Linked DNA regions of Hordeum vulgare: region 2 is linked to region 1. The links are chromatin contacts, called in public Hi-C maps. All regions are on one chromosome and are shown on one strand. Each heading gives the region's core, a stretch centred on a gene start, on an enhancer-like site or on the middle of the called end of the contact. The rest is flanking DNA. Distances are from core to core; before and after follow the strand shown. Region 1 has its middle 140 kb from the start of LOC123401768. Region 2 holds the start of LOC123401768 (ATP-dependent Clp protease proteolytic subunit-like).

Region 1 (7,548 bases), core at 2,229-4,728:
GCTTCGATAGCTTCGTCTTCTTCCGTCGTCGCTTCCATGCTTCCCTCGTGGATGGTGTAGCTCTTCGTCGACGCCTGCACTCCTCGTCGTCATCCGTGAAGCTATAAAAATACATATGCATACACACGAGAAGAGTGTCAAGTAGTATACCATCCTCGAACGGATCAAGTGAGCACGTGTAAAGAAGATGATTCATCTTTATGTATGTTAAGTAGATGTGGTACGTGTTAGTCGTTAATTGGACTTTTGTCATGATGATGTTTGTAGGATGCTCCGCATCAATAGGTACTCGTACCTACGACGATGCCGACGCGGATGCGGACACCCGAATCGAAGGTATGAGGCTCATGTTGTGAGAGGCAGCGGGCAAGGGAGTGGGCGGTGACGGCGGATGCGCCGGCCTCCCGTTGGTTTGACGTGAGTGCGCTGATATATCCGACCAACTCCTCGCGCAAGCCCTTCATCGTTTTCTCACCATGGCACAGACCAATGAGTGGCGTATTTGCCACAAGAACGTCGTGGCGCTCCAGCTCGCCATCAAGCAGTCTGAGCGGTAGGCGAAGGCAGCGGCAAAACCAATGCTACCCAGCTTGCCAAGGCGTAGGAGCGCTTTGTCCGAAGGATGCGCAGTGTCATTTCGTCCTCTCACGACTCCAAGCTCTCCGATGGCTCAATTACTTGTAAACACGAAGCTCATTTGGTTCATAGGATACAAATATAATAGGAATAGAAAATTCATAGAAATTGAGGTGACATACATTTCGATCCTATGAAAAAGAGACGCCATTTGATGTGTATGATACGATTTTTTAATTAAATCTAGGCTAATATTTATTTATTTTTAAATGTGAAGGGTAGATTCATATCTTAGCAGGATTAGAAATTTAAATCCTACAAACGAAAGGGCTCCATGGTTTCTTCTAAGGGCATCTCCAACGACAACTTTAAAATTTCTTCCCGCATCCGTCCGTGAATAAGGGGGGCCAATCCACGTACAGAATGCGGGAGGGCGACATCCAACCGTAGCCACATACATTTTGACAACAAGTCAAATCAATCAGACAAAAATCGTGAAAACACGACCGGATTTCGTGCAAACATGACGAATTTCATACAAACATGGTGAATTTCATTATATTTCAAACATTTAGAACGGAAAAAGACCCGTCCCTAAACCTATCCTACGACGGCGACGCCCTGCGTCCAAGCCCGTGTCGTCCTTCATCCACCATCTCCATGAGCACCGGCGATAAGGCCGAGGAAGTGAATGTGTGGTCTTTGGCGAGGAAGAGTACAATACGGGAGATGAACTGGCCCACATGTGCCACAATGCCATGCCGCCTCCCATGCCCTACTCATCCTCGGAGGAGTCTGCGGCTTGTCCATCACCGGTGGACGTGAGGTCCACGAGGGAAATGGTGGCACCTTGGCTATCATCGTCACACCGAGACGCATGATGGTTCGTCGACAGCGAGTAGGAGGCGCACCTTACGTTGTTCTCCTCCGCGATCGTGCAACTGCATCTCCACGGTGGCTGCTTCCTAGCGAGCGGCGGCTTGAGCGTGGATGGAATCATCGATGGCACGCTTCTTCGCGATGAAGTTCGGGTTCGTCACGATCATGTCCGCCGCTCCTAGCTCGCGCGCTCGCCCTCGATCTAACCCAATGTGAGTCGATGTTGCTCCATCACCCGCTCTAACGTCGATGTACGCGTTGGTGTAGGCTGCCCCTCCATCATGGCGGCGTTGTAGTGCGCCTACGGTTGCGCCATGGTCTAGCCGGAGTGCATAGGAGATACGGGAGCCGGGACGGTGTCATCGGAGCCCGTCTGCATCGTGGTGTCGTCCTCGTCTTCGTCACAGACCTCGGGCGAGCTGTCCGGCAAGATGGCCTCGATCCGTCTGGCATGATGGCTCTGCCAGGCGGCGGCAAGGGCTGCCACCTCCTGCTACATCTCCGGGGAATGGTTGTCCCACATAGCATCACCGCTTGTAGTCATTGTGCATGTGGTGCAAGGGAGGAAAATGTGAAGAGAATGTGGAGCACATGTGTTGTGTTGTGAAGATAGCTGGTCCTTTAATAGGGTATTTCGGTGAGGCCATTCATCAATGCGGGACGCCGGAGTGGGTGTTTCAGCCGACGAGCCTGGTTAATGACGACGTAAGGATAGACGGGGCATTGAACGGGCATGATAGATATCTGTCCCGTTCCGTTCCGGCTTGTCACATGTATCCAGCATTGAACAGATGCGGACACCGAAAACGCATCGCGAATGATGCCCTCCACCAGCGAGCCGTTTCAATATCGACGTCAATAAGAGGTCGCTTCCGTGCTATCGTTCTTAAATGAGAAAGTTTACGGGTCCAATTTAAAGATGGGATAATTAGATTTATGCCCCTAGTTTTGTCCCACTCAATTGTTTTACCCCTAATTTTCAAAAGTCACCAGTCCTGTCCAAGTCACTTCGCTTCTCTTATGCTTTTGCACCGTTTGACCATCAGTTTGAAAACTTTATAACTAATTCATACTAAATCAGAAAAATGCAAATAAGATACCAAAATGTTCGGAAAAACATCACATATATGTCATTGTCATTTGCATTCATGACAAAGGTGTTGAAAAATGCCCATCCGAATTTTAGCTCTTATGATACCATAATGAATAGTAAAATATAAAAAATATCAAAAAATTCTAAAAAATATTTGATGGCAAAGAATGACAAATGTTTTAAGTGCTTGCCAAGTTTCATCAAGGAACGACATTCGTGAAAGTCATGTCAAAAAACAATTTATTTGGAGTGCTGATTGTTTCTTTTGCCACGACTTTCACGAATGTCATCCGCTGATGAAACTTGGCAAACATTTAAAATATTTGTCATTCTTTGCCACCAACTTTTCTTAAAAAAATCAAAAAATTTATATTTTACTATTCATGATGGTATCATAAGACCTAAAATTCGGATGGACACTTTACAACACCTTTGTCATAAATGCAAATGACACTGACATACAGATGATGTTTTTTTCGAACATTTTGATATCTTATTTGCATTTTTGTGATTTAGTATGAATTACTTATGAAGTTTTCAAACTGATGATCAAACAGTCAAAGGACAAAAGCATAAAAGGAATGAAATGACTTGACCAGAACCAATGACTTTTAAAAATTAGGAGTAAAACAATCAAGTATAACATAACTAGGAGCATAAATCGAATTATCCCTTTAAAGATACACTAAAGAAACCTAGAAAGAAAGAAGGCATAAACGTGCGCTGTGAGCCTGGGACGACGGCGACCTCGACCGTCACGGACAGCAGAAAAACGTAGACAACTGCCAACTGAGCGTTCCTCCGCGGATGAGTCTCTCAAACACGCGTACGTGACTACGTGCACGTCGCACAGCCGCCACTGCGGCTTCCACGGCGGGAGGTGCTGTTCCCACGGCCGACCTGGACCTGTCTCAGCCGTTGCACGATGCGGTAGTCATAGCTAATACTGGTGCGGTGTTAGATTGAGACACGTATTTGGATGCAGTTTTTAACGGACTACGATGGTTGCTTCACCACTCGTTCCGTCCGTGTGCCCGTCTTCCTGTGTAGAGAAACGCCAAGGCCCATCCCCTTCAGCCAAGCCGAGTACTAGTAGCGCCGGCGCCTGCCGAAAGATTCGGCCAGTCGGTCTGAGCAGTTAGCAACTCCAACGCAGCTATACAAATCGCTCGTCTGCGTTTGTTTCGGTTGATCCGGATAAAAGTGCGCACGTTCCCTCGGCGTTCCTCGCCGTTCTGCATGTCAGCCGCACAACTACCACCCGTGGTCATTTTTCTAACGACCACCAACATAGGGCCCACGTGGCAGTGTGCAGAAGGGCCGCATGCCCGTCCTTTTTAATGCACGCGTGCGGCGGAGCCGGCCTCATCCACAACCACCGTCCATGTCTAGCCACCTTTGCTCCCTCGTCGGCGACCAGGAAACCCTAGCCAGCGAGCCATGGGATTCTTCAACGGTGAGGGAGGGAAGAAGGGAGGTTTAGCATCGGAGCGAGCTCTTCCTGCGGGCACCCTACTACGTCGCCGTCGGCTAGGCACGACACTCCACCGCGGGAGCAGGAGCGACTGTACATCCGAGTCCACCAGGCGCAGTGGCACTGGCAGTACCGCCAACCCTTGTCATATCCACATGTGAACTTGCCGTACGACTGACATCTGGACCCGCATCGCATCCCCATCCCGGTGGCACCGCGGTCCGCGTGGGTGCACGCTGAGGAGATTCGCCGGCGCCATGAGCTCCTCACGCCGGAGCAGCATGACATGCGTGACTGGCCAGACTCCCCCAATTGGGAGCGCTAGTTTCCGCTAGAGCACGAGGAGGAGCGCCGCCTCGATGTCCACATCAACCACGACCTTCCACCGCAGCCCCTACAGGTACAACCGAAGGAAGAGGACGCGGAGGCGGAGTACCAATCACCCTCGAGGAGGTCGTGCAACACTCGCTAGAGGCGAACCGACTCGAGGAGGACGCCCATTGGGATGGGCTGGAGCAAGCCCTAGCTTTGTGTGCGGCGGGGAACTCCATCGAGGCGCCCCTGTTTGAGCTGCCACCTCTGTCGGCGCCGCCCCTCGTCTAGCCCAAGGCCGAGCCAGAGCGCGAGCCAACTCCCACGCGCAAGCGGTCACCACTGCCCTCACTTGGTCGGAGGAGTCCTATTCGTGGACGAGACAGCTCCACAAGTGGGTGAGCGCGCCTCCCTGCCACTACGCTGCCATGCCGAAAGAAGAGGCGCCCCACCTTGAGCGCTGGAAGGCGCATTGGCTCGCCGAGGAGGGGGCCCACGGCGAGCGGCAGATGTGATATGAGAAGATGTTGTGTCGCAACGAGGAGGTTCTGCGACTTGAGGAGGAGGAGGAGAAGCGTGCCCGCCTCGCCGCTATGCCGCTACCGAAGCACACGCCGGAGGAGGCTGCCCTGGCGTCCTATCATGTCGCGTTTGGGTGGGCTGGACCTCCCTCCCGTCTTCATTGACCTCATCGATGATGGCGACGGCGACACGAAGGGTAAAGGCAAGGGCAAGGCGGTTTACTAGGGCAGCGTGCGAGCGTTTATTAGAGTTTTTAATTTTGTATTTATGTATAATTATGCTTAATTCGTCAGTTTTGGCCACGTCCACATAAATAGGCCCGCCTCCCGTTGGACGCACGTGCCAACCCAAATGAAAAAGCAGACACGCACGTCTGCCTCGCCGACCCAAAAGGATAAAAAGCAGACAAAGCGCGCGTCCGTTTGGGTCAGTGCGTTCGAGTTGCTCTTACAGCCGCACGATCATCCTTTTCCCCACAAAGAGGAGAAAAAGCCACGTCGGCTACCATCGCATGCAGTTGTGGTCCTCGTCGGACGCCAGCCAGCTCATCGGCCGTCTTCGCCTGCTTGCCTCGCCGATGTATCAACCTTCATCGTGGTCATGCATGCAGGCTCGTCGGCACGCTCGGTGCGGCACCCCCTGGCATGGTCCCAACACCTCAATCGTGGAAGCACTTGTGCACTACGGTGTGAAGATCCGAAAAATAAAAAATAGTACGCGACGGAGCGTTTCTGGAGGTAGGAGATGATGAGCTAGTATTTTTAGACAAACTCCGAGGCTTTTTATTCAATCGTCATAATGTTTACGGGGACAAAATCAAGACCATAGGGCTGACCTAACCAAACATGGCGGCCAACCCCTAGACTCATAACTAATATTACACAAATTAAAAAGAGATTAACGATGTATGATTTCATGTTGAATCGCTCCATACACAGCCGGGTTGTTCTAGCTGATGTCTTCCATGACCACTTTGCAATCCGAAGCAACCTGAATTTTCTTCTCATAAAGATCATCTGCTAAGGAAAGAGCTTATGTGATTGCTAGTGATTCTAGCATGGCCGGATCAGAGATTGTAGGAAACACCAACGCACACGTCCTAAGGAAACTCCAGCCTCTATTCCTGCAAACAGCCCCAATAGCTCCGTAAGAGCCCCCTGTCCCTACAGCAGCGTCCACATTGATTTTTACAAGACTTGGTGGCGGAGCAATCCAGCGTGCCAGCCTGTCGAAGGATGCAGGTTGCGGTAGTTCTGGAGTTGGCTTGATGTGTCTGAGCTCATTCAGATAAGACTGCATGAAGCTATTAATCGCTCCTGGGCTCTTGTATATATTTTCATAAATTGCCTTTCGCCGAGATCCCCATAAAGTTCACAGGGTAACCACGAAAGTGGTGAACTCATCTGCAGGTAACTTCTTATGCATGAAAAAGAGCCATCTCTTAGCATCATCATTGATATTAGCAGTGAGCTGATCAATAATTGATTCATGTGCCAAAGCCCAAGTGTTCCTCGAGACTGGATAGTCTAACATTGCATGTCGCCATGTATGCTTTGTACCACAAAAATGACATGCACTGGTTGTGGAGATATACCGGTGGTGCAAAAGACCCATAGTAGGTATTGAGTGTTGCGCCAAACGCCACAAGAAGGATTTCAGTTTGGATGGCACCGTGATTTTCCACAGGTTTGCACATTCTATGTTGCCACAATTAGTGTAGGAGGATCCTTCCTCACCATATAGCCATGCTTCTCTGTTCAGCTTAGTCCTTTGAATCATTCCGTATGCACTCGGAACTGTGAATATAAATGTCGGCACCCCGATCCTAAGCCATAGGAATCCAGCCTGTGACACATCGCATCTCTTTGCGGTCTTACGCACGGTTATCCCCATGGTTGCAGCCTCACCTTACCCGGGACCGTTTGCGCCTTTTGAGTCGTGTATGCAATTGTGTTGCTAGCAATCCAATGTAAAAGAATCTGGATCGACATGTCTAGTCATAAACTCAAGCGGCAGTTCCGTACAGGGACATGCATACATGACCCAGCAAAGCAGGTGTCGATCATCAGCGAATGTAGACGAGTCGTAGCAAGCTACAAGGACTCCGTTACATACGCGTGACATTTCCCAAAGGGACAAACACAACAGCTAAGAAGGACACATGCCGGTCAACCAATGTGTTCGGAGCAGTAGCGAACTACCATGGCTCGATGGAATCACAAAGGGCATTTCCCTGTAAGGAGTGCTACTAAGGCATACGACTAGGTATTCGAACCCCATACATATCAAGTACAACACACGTACGCATGGCATACCGATATGTATAGATACAACGATGGCATCACAACATAACCATAAACATACAAACTTTATTTAGAAGGCTCGGAAAAGCCTCACACATAATATTACACAGATAGGGGTCTCACGACCCATCATCACAAGTCATACACACAAGTCTTACAAGCCAGCGGAAGATTAAAACGGTCTGAGTACAGACAGATGGAAAGATAAAGGCACATGGCCTGACTATCTACAGACCCAACCTAGAGCCAGATCGTAGCTGGGACACCAGCTACTCGTCGTCGTCAACGTCTAGGTAGAACCCTCCATTAGGGTTGTTAACAACTTCTGCAACAATTTATTAAGAAAACGTGAGTACAAAAGTACTCAGCAAGACTTTAGGATAATCTAT
Region 2 (7,548 bases), core at 2,254-4,753, 140 kb after region 1:
AGCCAAATGAAACAATCCTATATATCAATCTTCGTTTTCAGACCATTCCGGAAACCCTCGTGACGTCCGTGATATCATCTGGGACTCCGAACAAAACTTCGGTCACCAACACCTATAACTCAAGTATACCGAAACGTGATCGAACCTTAAGTGTGCAGACCCTGCGGGTCCGAGAACTATGCAGACATGACCTAGACACTCCCCGGTCAATATCCAATAGCGGGACCTGGATGTCCATATTGGATCCTACATATTCTACGAAGATCTTATCGGTTGAACCTTTGTGCCAAGGATTCATATAATCCCGTATACCATTCCCTTTGTCCTTCGGTATGTTACTTGCTCGAGATTTGATCGTCGGTATCCCTATACCTATTTCAATCTCGTTACCGGCAAGTCTCTTTACTCGTTCCGTAATACAAGATCCCGTGACTAACACTTTAGTCACATTGCTTGCAAGGCTTGTATGTGATGTTGTATTACCGAGTGGGCCCCGAGATACCTCTCCGTCGCACGGAGTGACAAATCCCAGTCTTGTTCCATGCCAACTCAATGGACACCTTCGGAGATACTTGTAGAGCACCTTTATAGTCACCCAGTAACGTTGTGACATTTGATACACACAAGGTATTCCTCCGGTGTCAGTGACTTACATGATCTCATGGTCATAGGAATGAATACTTGACACGCAGAAAACAATAGCAACAAAATGACACGATCACATGCTACGTTTATAGTTTGGGTCTTGTCCATCACATCATTCTCCTAATGATGTGATCCAGTCATCAAGTGACAACACTTGTATATGGTCAGAAAAACTTAACCATCCTTGATCAACTGGTCAGTCAACTAGAGGCTTACTAGGGACATAGTTTTGTCTATATATCCACACATGCATTTATGTTTTCATTCAATACAATTATAGCATGGATAATAAACGATTATCTTGAAACAGGAAATATAATAATAACTATTTTATTATTGCCTCTAGGGCATATTTCCAACAATTTCCAACACCGGGACCCACCAACTTTGGATCAGACTTTGTTTTCGCTCCATTCTTCATTGACTGTATCGTGTCAACTTCAGTTTCTACTCTTGCTCTCTTTGGATCTTGCTTGGTGCTGGGGCTGGGCAGTAAGGACGGTGGAGGAAACACCGGGAGCTCTCCTTGGTTCATCAGAGCCTGTACTGCGATGTGGGTGAGTGATTCTCTCCAAGCTCCCACTCAAAAAGAGCCTCACTTTCTGTTGGTTTCACCATTGTCCATGTCATCATCCTGGTCATTGTGCAGCTCCTCAAAACCATCCTTCACATCGGAGTAGGTATGAGTATTGCTCTCACTTCCTCGTCCACCAGATTTGCCTCCTCTGCCCCTCTGACTTCCACGTTACCCTCGATTGGCACCCGACCCATGGCTGGTGCGCATAAAGCACTCCGCCCCTAAGATCCTTGAAGACTAGAGCCGATGGAGGGTGAACTCCATTGCAATGTTCTTTGTGGAGATGGCCCAACCTTCCGCATACCTCACACCAATCAGGTAGATTCTCATATTTCACTCTATAGATCTGGCGCTCGAGTCCGTGATCATGGAGACCGCATTCTTCAAAGGTTTGGAAACATCAATTCTAGCCCACACACGGTGGAAATTTTCGACGAAGTCGTGTGAGGGTGGCTCAGCAAAAAGGACTTCACCCACCTTAGCAGCAAGAGGTTTTACAAGATGAGCATATAACTCTAGTACATCATGAATGTGTATCCAAACTTCAACTGTGTCTAGCTTAATTGTTGTTGGTTTGGTTACTCCATCATATGGCTTTAGAATTACCGCATCTCCATGGAAGTGCCATGGCCCATCTTGCATGACCCTCTACCAATATCCCAAGCACGAAAACTGCACGGTGTATAGATTCGCATCTAATGGACGGAACTTCACCTCCTAAGCTAGATCCCGAGCTGCCATCATATTCCGAAAAAACAAAGTTTGGTGTACGTTTTCTCCGTATGAACCTGGAACTTCACCTCCTGAGCTAGATCCCAAGCTGCCCCGGAGATGGAGGTTCGTTGGGTTTGCTCTGGCCAAGGTTCAGATGATGCGCTAGTGAATCACATTAGTTTAAAAAGGCGATAAGGTAGAAAATGATGAGTCTAATAAAATCACGTGTATAAACAGTAGACCATGGATGAAGAGATGGGGCGTTCAATTTCATACGATCGCGTGGGTCTCGTGCGTCCGGCGTAGAGTTCGGCCGACGCGCTGGGCCGAAACATTTTCATTCAGCCAAACAAACCTTACCGAGCCTGCTGCACACAACAACATAACAAAAACAAAAGAGAAAAGATAACGCCCACACGTGTGGGCGTTTGCAAACCGCACACACGCATGAATCTACGTCCGTTTGTGGTTTGCACTAATCTTGACGTTTTTTGGCAGGTTTTCCGTGCCACGTAGGAAGGGGCTGGTGTGTGGGCGTTAAGGCGTTCGCCCACACGCGTGTTTCGCGCACGTCCACACGCGGCTGCCAACCCGACGTATGGTGGAACTGACGCCGCGCCCACACGCCTGCATGCGTGTCAGTTTGCCATGTCTTCCAGGTGTTACATTATAACAGAGTGGAACTGTCGTGCCCGCATGCGTGTCAGTTGCCATGTCTTCCCCATGGCAGCTGAGTGGAACTGCCATGCCCGCATGTCTGTCAGTTGCCATGTCTTCCTCATCAGTGGCGGAGCTAGACAAAAATGGATGGGGGGGAGGGGCAAAACTTAAAATACAAGGGTTTGGGGGGGGGCAAAAGCTTAAAAAAATCTCATCTAAGCCCTCACATATTTTTTTCTTCACAAATTGGTTCAATGTTGGGGGCCACATCCCCCCAAGACACTACATAGCTCCACCGTTGTTCCTCATAGCAAGTGAGTGGAACTGTTGCGCCCGCATTTCTGTCAGTTGACATGTCTTCCCAGTGTTACATGGCAACTGAGTGGAACTCGTCGTATTCGCATGCTTCTCAGTTGCCATGTCTTCTTTGTGTTACATGATAATTGAGTGGAACCGACCGTGCCCGCATGCTGTCAGTTGTCATGTCTTTCCAGTATTACATGGCAACTGAGTGAAACTGTCACGCGGGGGCATGCGGGGCCGTAAGGTGGCAGGCCAGATGTATGTGTCACGAGGTAGAAGGCCGGACGTGTGGACGTTAACTGTTTCATTCACACGCAAACATATGGATTATTTTCCTTACACATCACACAAAACATGTAGACAACGCTTGTTAACGATTACACGTGTGGGTGTTATGAGGAGCACCCAAACGAAATCAATAGGAAGGTAGAGAACCCAGCTACAACTCTCCCACTTCTGTGGGCCGCAAAATTCTTTCGTGGAAAACAAGCGAAGGGCCGGACGGAGAAGCAACAAGACACGGCAGGGAGAGGAACACCGAGCCCCCACTCCACCCCGTACCGGCGAGAAGAAAAGAAAGGATCCGATCCGCCGGATCGAAGCGCAACTACCGTCTCTACGTCTCGTCTCACCCCTATCCGTTTCCTCCGTTTCACACTCTCCACCCTCACCCCCTTTCCCTTCCCCTTCCTTGGTATAAGTCCTCCCTTGCTATTTCCGCCTCACATCCGACCACAAATCCCCACCCCAGGACCAGTAGCAGCCATGACGACCTCCGCCGTCGCCAACCTAGCCGGCGCCTCCCCGCTGCCTGCCTTCGCGCCGAGGCCCAGGTCCAGGCCCAACTCCGCCAGCCCGGGCCCGTACGGGCCCGCGCCGCGCCGGCTCGCCGTCGCTGCCCCGCCGCGGGCCTTCTTCTCCTCGGCGCCTTACCAGCCGCCGGAGCCGGAGGGCTACTCCTCCGTCCGGGAGTACGGCCTCGTGCCCATGGTCGTCGAGACCACCTCCCGCGGGGAGCGGGCCTACGACATCTTCTCCCGCCTGCTCAAGGAGCGGATCGTATGCATCCACGGGCCCATCGCCGACGAGACGGCGTCCCTCGTCGTCGCGCAGCTGCTCTTCCTCGAGTCCGAGAACCCGCTTAAGCCCATCAGCCTCTACATCAACTCCCCCGGGGGCGTCGTCACCGCGGGGCTCGCCATCTACGACACCATGCAGTACATCCGCTGCCCCGTCAACACCATCTGCATCGGCCAGGCCGCCTCCATGGGGTCGCTCCTGCTCGCCGCCGGCGCGCGCGGGGAGAGGCGGGCGCTGCCCAACGCCAGGGTCATGATCCACCAGCCCTCCGGCGGGGCGCAGGGACAGGCCACCGACATCGCCATCCAGGCCAAGGAGATCCTCAAGCTGCGCGACCGCCTCAACAAGATCTACGCCAAGCACACGGGCCAGAACATCGACAAGATCGAGCAGTGCATGGAGCGTGACCTTTTCATGGACCCCGAGGAAGCGCGCGAATGGGGGCTTATAGACGAGGTCATCGAGAACCGCCCGGCCTCCCTCATGCCTGAGGGCCTCAGTGCCGTTGACCCGCCTCACCACGGTGGGGGCGGCGGCCCCAACGGCCGTGGCAGGGACAGGGATATGGAGGAGCCCTCGGCGGTATGAGGGGTGGCCAGGCCACAAAGGTGAAACCTTTTTCTGAGTCCGGTGGCTATGTTGTTTGTTGTTAGATCTAAGTTTTGATGATTCCTAATACAACAGGTCAACTTGGTATCTCCTCCCTGTTGTTTCAATTGCCTGAACTGAGCTATTGCTGGTATTTATTGCAACTCGTAAAAGGGATTTCATTCCTTTGATACTGATATAAATTGATAGCGTGTTGAATGTCCGTTATACGATCAATTTCAGGTCACAACATCAAAAACATGTTGTTCCTTTTAACGCATGAGATTTTCTTTGTTTTCTGTCAACAACCAATTAGTGTTATGACGATGTTTTCTTTATATGTAGTATATGATGTACTTAGAAATCCATCGTTTGTCATTCTTTTCCTTTCTGTTTAGGCTAACCAGCATACAACATCACTATGGCATTGTCCAATGTTTTTGTTCTCTATAAGGTTAATTTCCAGAATCACTCAAGCCAAGAGGCCTTAGCAGAAGTGTAGTTCATTATGTAGAGTTACTTACTTTCACTGTTATTAGGAGCACAATGTTTAGAGATGGCTGGGTTAACCAACTTCGAAGAATTGTTTAGCATGTCTAGAAGTGTCAATATTTGGTCAACCATTAAGCTATACAATTTGGAGGTAGAATTCTAAGTACATTATGTGGTGTTGAGTTAGTTCAGATACAAGCTATGTGATTCATCAGGCGCTTCAGCCTTGAGCTATCATGGGTCATGAGGCATGGGTGTACAAATGCAAACCCATTATTTGTGCAAAAAACGTTGACTATCCATGTATAATAAACATATATGCATGAAATAAACTGAAAACTCTAGTAAACTTGTGATTTTTAGTGAAATATGCACACCCATTAGCTGGTGGCTAGCTCTGCCACTGTCATGAGGTCTAACATTGTAACGCGAGGATGTGTTGGACAGTTGTCAGTTTACCATTCAGTAATCTTGACCAAGAACACTGGCAGCACTTTATTAATACATATCTGCTCAACGATGATGCAGGCTTGCAGTATATACCTATGAACGAGACCAAGTTCCATACCTAGAAACAGTGTTCTAAAGAGTAATGCCTGTGCAGCCACCCAACTTAGGCACCCTGTCATGTTGCGATTTTGCCTGTAGGTAGTGATATACTCCCTCTGTCCCAAAATAACTGCCTCAACTTTGTACTAGATCTAGTTTAAAGTTGTACCAAGTTTAAGACACTTATTTTGGGACGGAGGGAGTAGTAATTACAAAAGTGCAGCTTTCATAATTTAATTGCTCTCCTTGATGAATTGGATTGGATATAGTGGAATATGCATTTTAGAGGTTTGCTCTCTTGTAAAGTGAGGTATTTGTCAGCTCTGTTTGTCAAACCAGGGTATTCACTTTTTTCTATTCAAAATAGGCAGTTTGCAGTAGTATATCTTCACTTGGCTGAACCGATCATACGGAGTACTAGTACCTAGTGTTGTCGATAACATTATACAGTGGGATGTCTCTGGAATTTATTGTTGCCTGAGTCTCCCTCGTCCTCCTCTTTCCCGGTGGGCTGGGAACTAAGATTCTCACACGAGCTTCTACAGGCAAATGAACAAACATGTTGAGTGCACACTACATTGGAAATACACGAATCAGTGGAATGCAACGGAAACAGACGCAAGAACTCGGAGCGCCTTTTTGGTATTTTCTGGGTTTAGTGAAGCAGCCTAACATACCTTTTTGGTATTTTCTGGGGTTAATGAAATAACACAAGGTTATCGAGGAACTACCTCAATGTGATGCGCTATATATGGGGTGATATGACAGCAAAAGTTCAATCCAAAACTCCCAAAGCACATCAAAAGTTCAAGCCAATACTCCCAAAGCACAAGATGCAGTCCAAGATCTTAGATAATATGGGGTATATGGTCTGATTTAAAAACTAGAGGTGAGGATCTTTATAAGGCTTTTGGTAAGAGCATCTCTAGCATATCCTGGAATAGTGGTCAAATCCAGAAAGTTGAGTTTTGGTTGAGAAAAGAAGAACTGAATAGATCCCGTAAAATGGGATAAACCATTTTTTTCTAGGTCCTTGGTTATTATCACCTACACCGGTGTTGAACTTTGATTCTCAGGAGGTTTGATACTGACCGATTTCACACATCATGGCTTGTTCGAGTACCTTCATGACCAAGCTCTCCCATGGGAGCGCCTTCATGGGAGGAGGCGGGAGAGGTCAGACGATGGCCCGAGCTGGCTAGAAGTGGTCATGCTCGCAGCCCATGGAAGCACGTCCATGGCCAAGCTCCCTGGTGGAAGCACCTTTGCTTTATTTTTTTGAGAAATCGGAAGCACCTCCACTGGTTGAGGCAGGGGAGGCGATGGGAGCTCATTTCGAATGTAAAGACAAACTCAATGGGGACGATAGAAAAGAATTGGGCCTCGGTTTGATACTGATTGATTTCACACATCATGGCTTGTTCGATTACCTTCATGGCCAAGCTCTCCCATGGGAGGGCCTTCATGGGAGGAGGCGGGAGAGGTCAGACGATGGCTCGAGCTGGCTAGAAATGGTCATGCTCGCAGCCCCATGGAAGCACCTCCATGGCCAAGCTCACCGGTGGAAGTGCCTTCGCTTTATTTTTTTGAGAAATCGGAAACACCTCCAATGGTTGAGGCAGGGGAGGCCAGGCGAGGGCCCAAGCCGGGCAGATGCGGTGATGGGAGCTCATTTCGAATGTAAAAACAAACTCAATGGAGACGATGGAAAAGAATTGGGCCTCGGGTTATCTTTCATAGAGCGCTTCTTCTCATAATAGAGAAGAGAAATGGGCCTCTGCTTATCTTCATCCAACGTAGTAGAGAGTCAATCCACAACATCGTTGGATATATCCATGTCGCTTGAAAAATATTTCACATAAATATTGTTATTTGTCTTTATCATAAAATATTTTACATACGCATTGTCATTTGTCTTTATCATACTAGAGAATGGAAGA

The links. A called contact is a pair of places that touch in the nucleus more often than the background predicts.
Region 2: a contact with region 1 is called in a Hi-C map of seedling, with 2.7 times the contacts expected there. The contact joins the promoter of LOC123401768 here to the enhancer-like site in region 1. A contact is called at or near these places in 3 of 6 Hi-C or Micro-C datasets (leaf and seedling) and 1 of 1 datasets of contacts at active chromatin or transcription factors (embryo).

The regions. Positions count from the first base shown.
Region 1 is chr6H:385,557,258-385,564,805 of MorexV3_pseudomolecules_assembly, forward strand. No RefSeq gene overlaps it. Among protein-coding and RNA genes, the nearest start is that of LOC123401768, 140 kb to the right of the region's middle. Within about 2 kb of position 3,479, at least 3 of the 3 cell types and tissues checked have open chromatin away from gene starts, as enhancers often do. A contact at or near this core is called in leaf and seedling, where this site is marked.
Region 2 is chr6H:385,692,895-385,700,442 of MorexV3_pseudomolecules_assembly, forward strand. It overlaps LOC123401768 (ATP-dependent Clp protease proteolytic subunit-like), which reads left to right and starts at 3,504. Exons shown (of 2, transcript XM_045095622.1): 1 at 3,504-4,587; 2 at 6,154-7,497. The coding sequence starts at 3,665. The coding sequence ends at 4,567.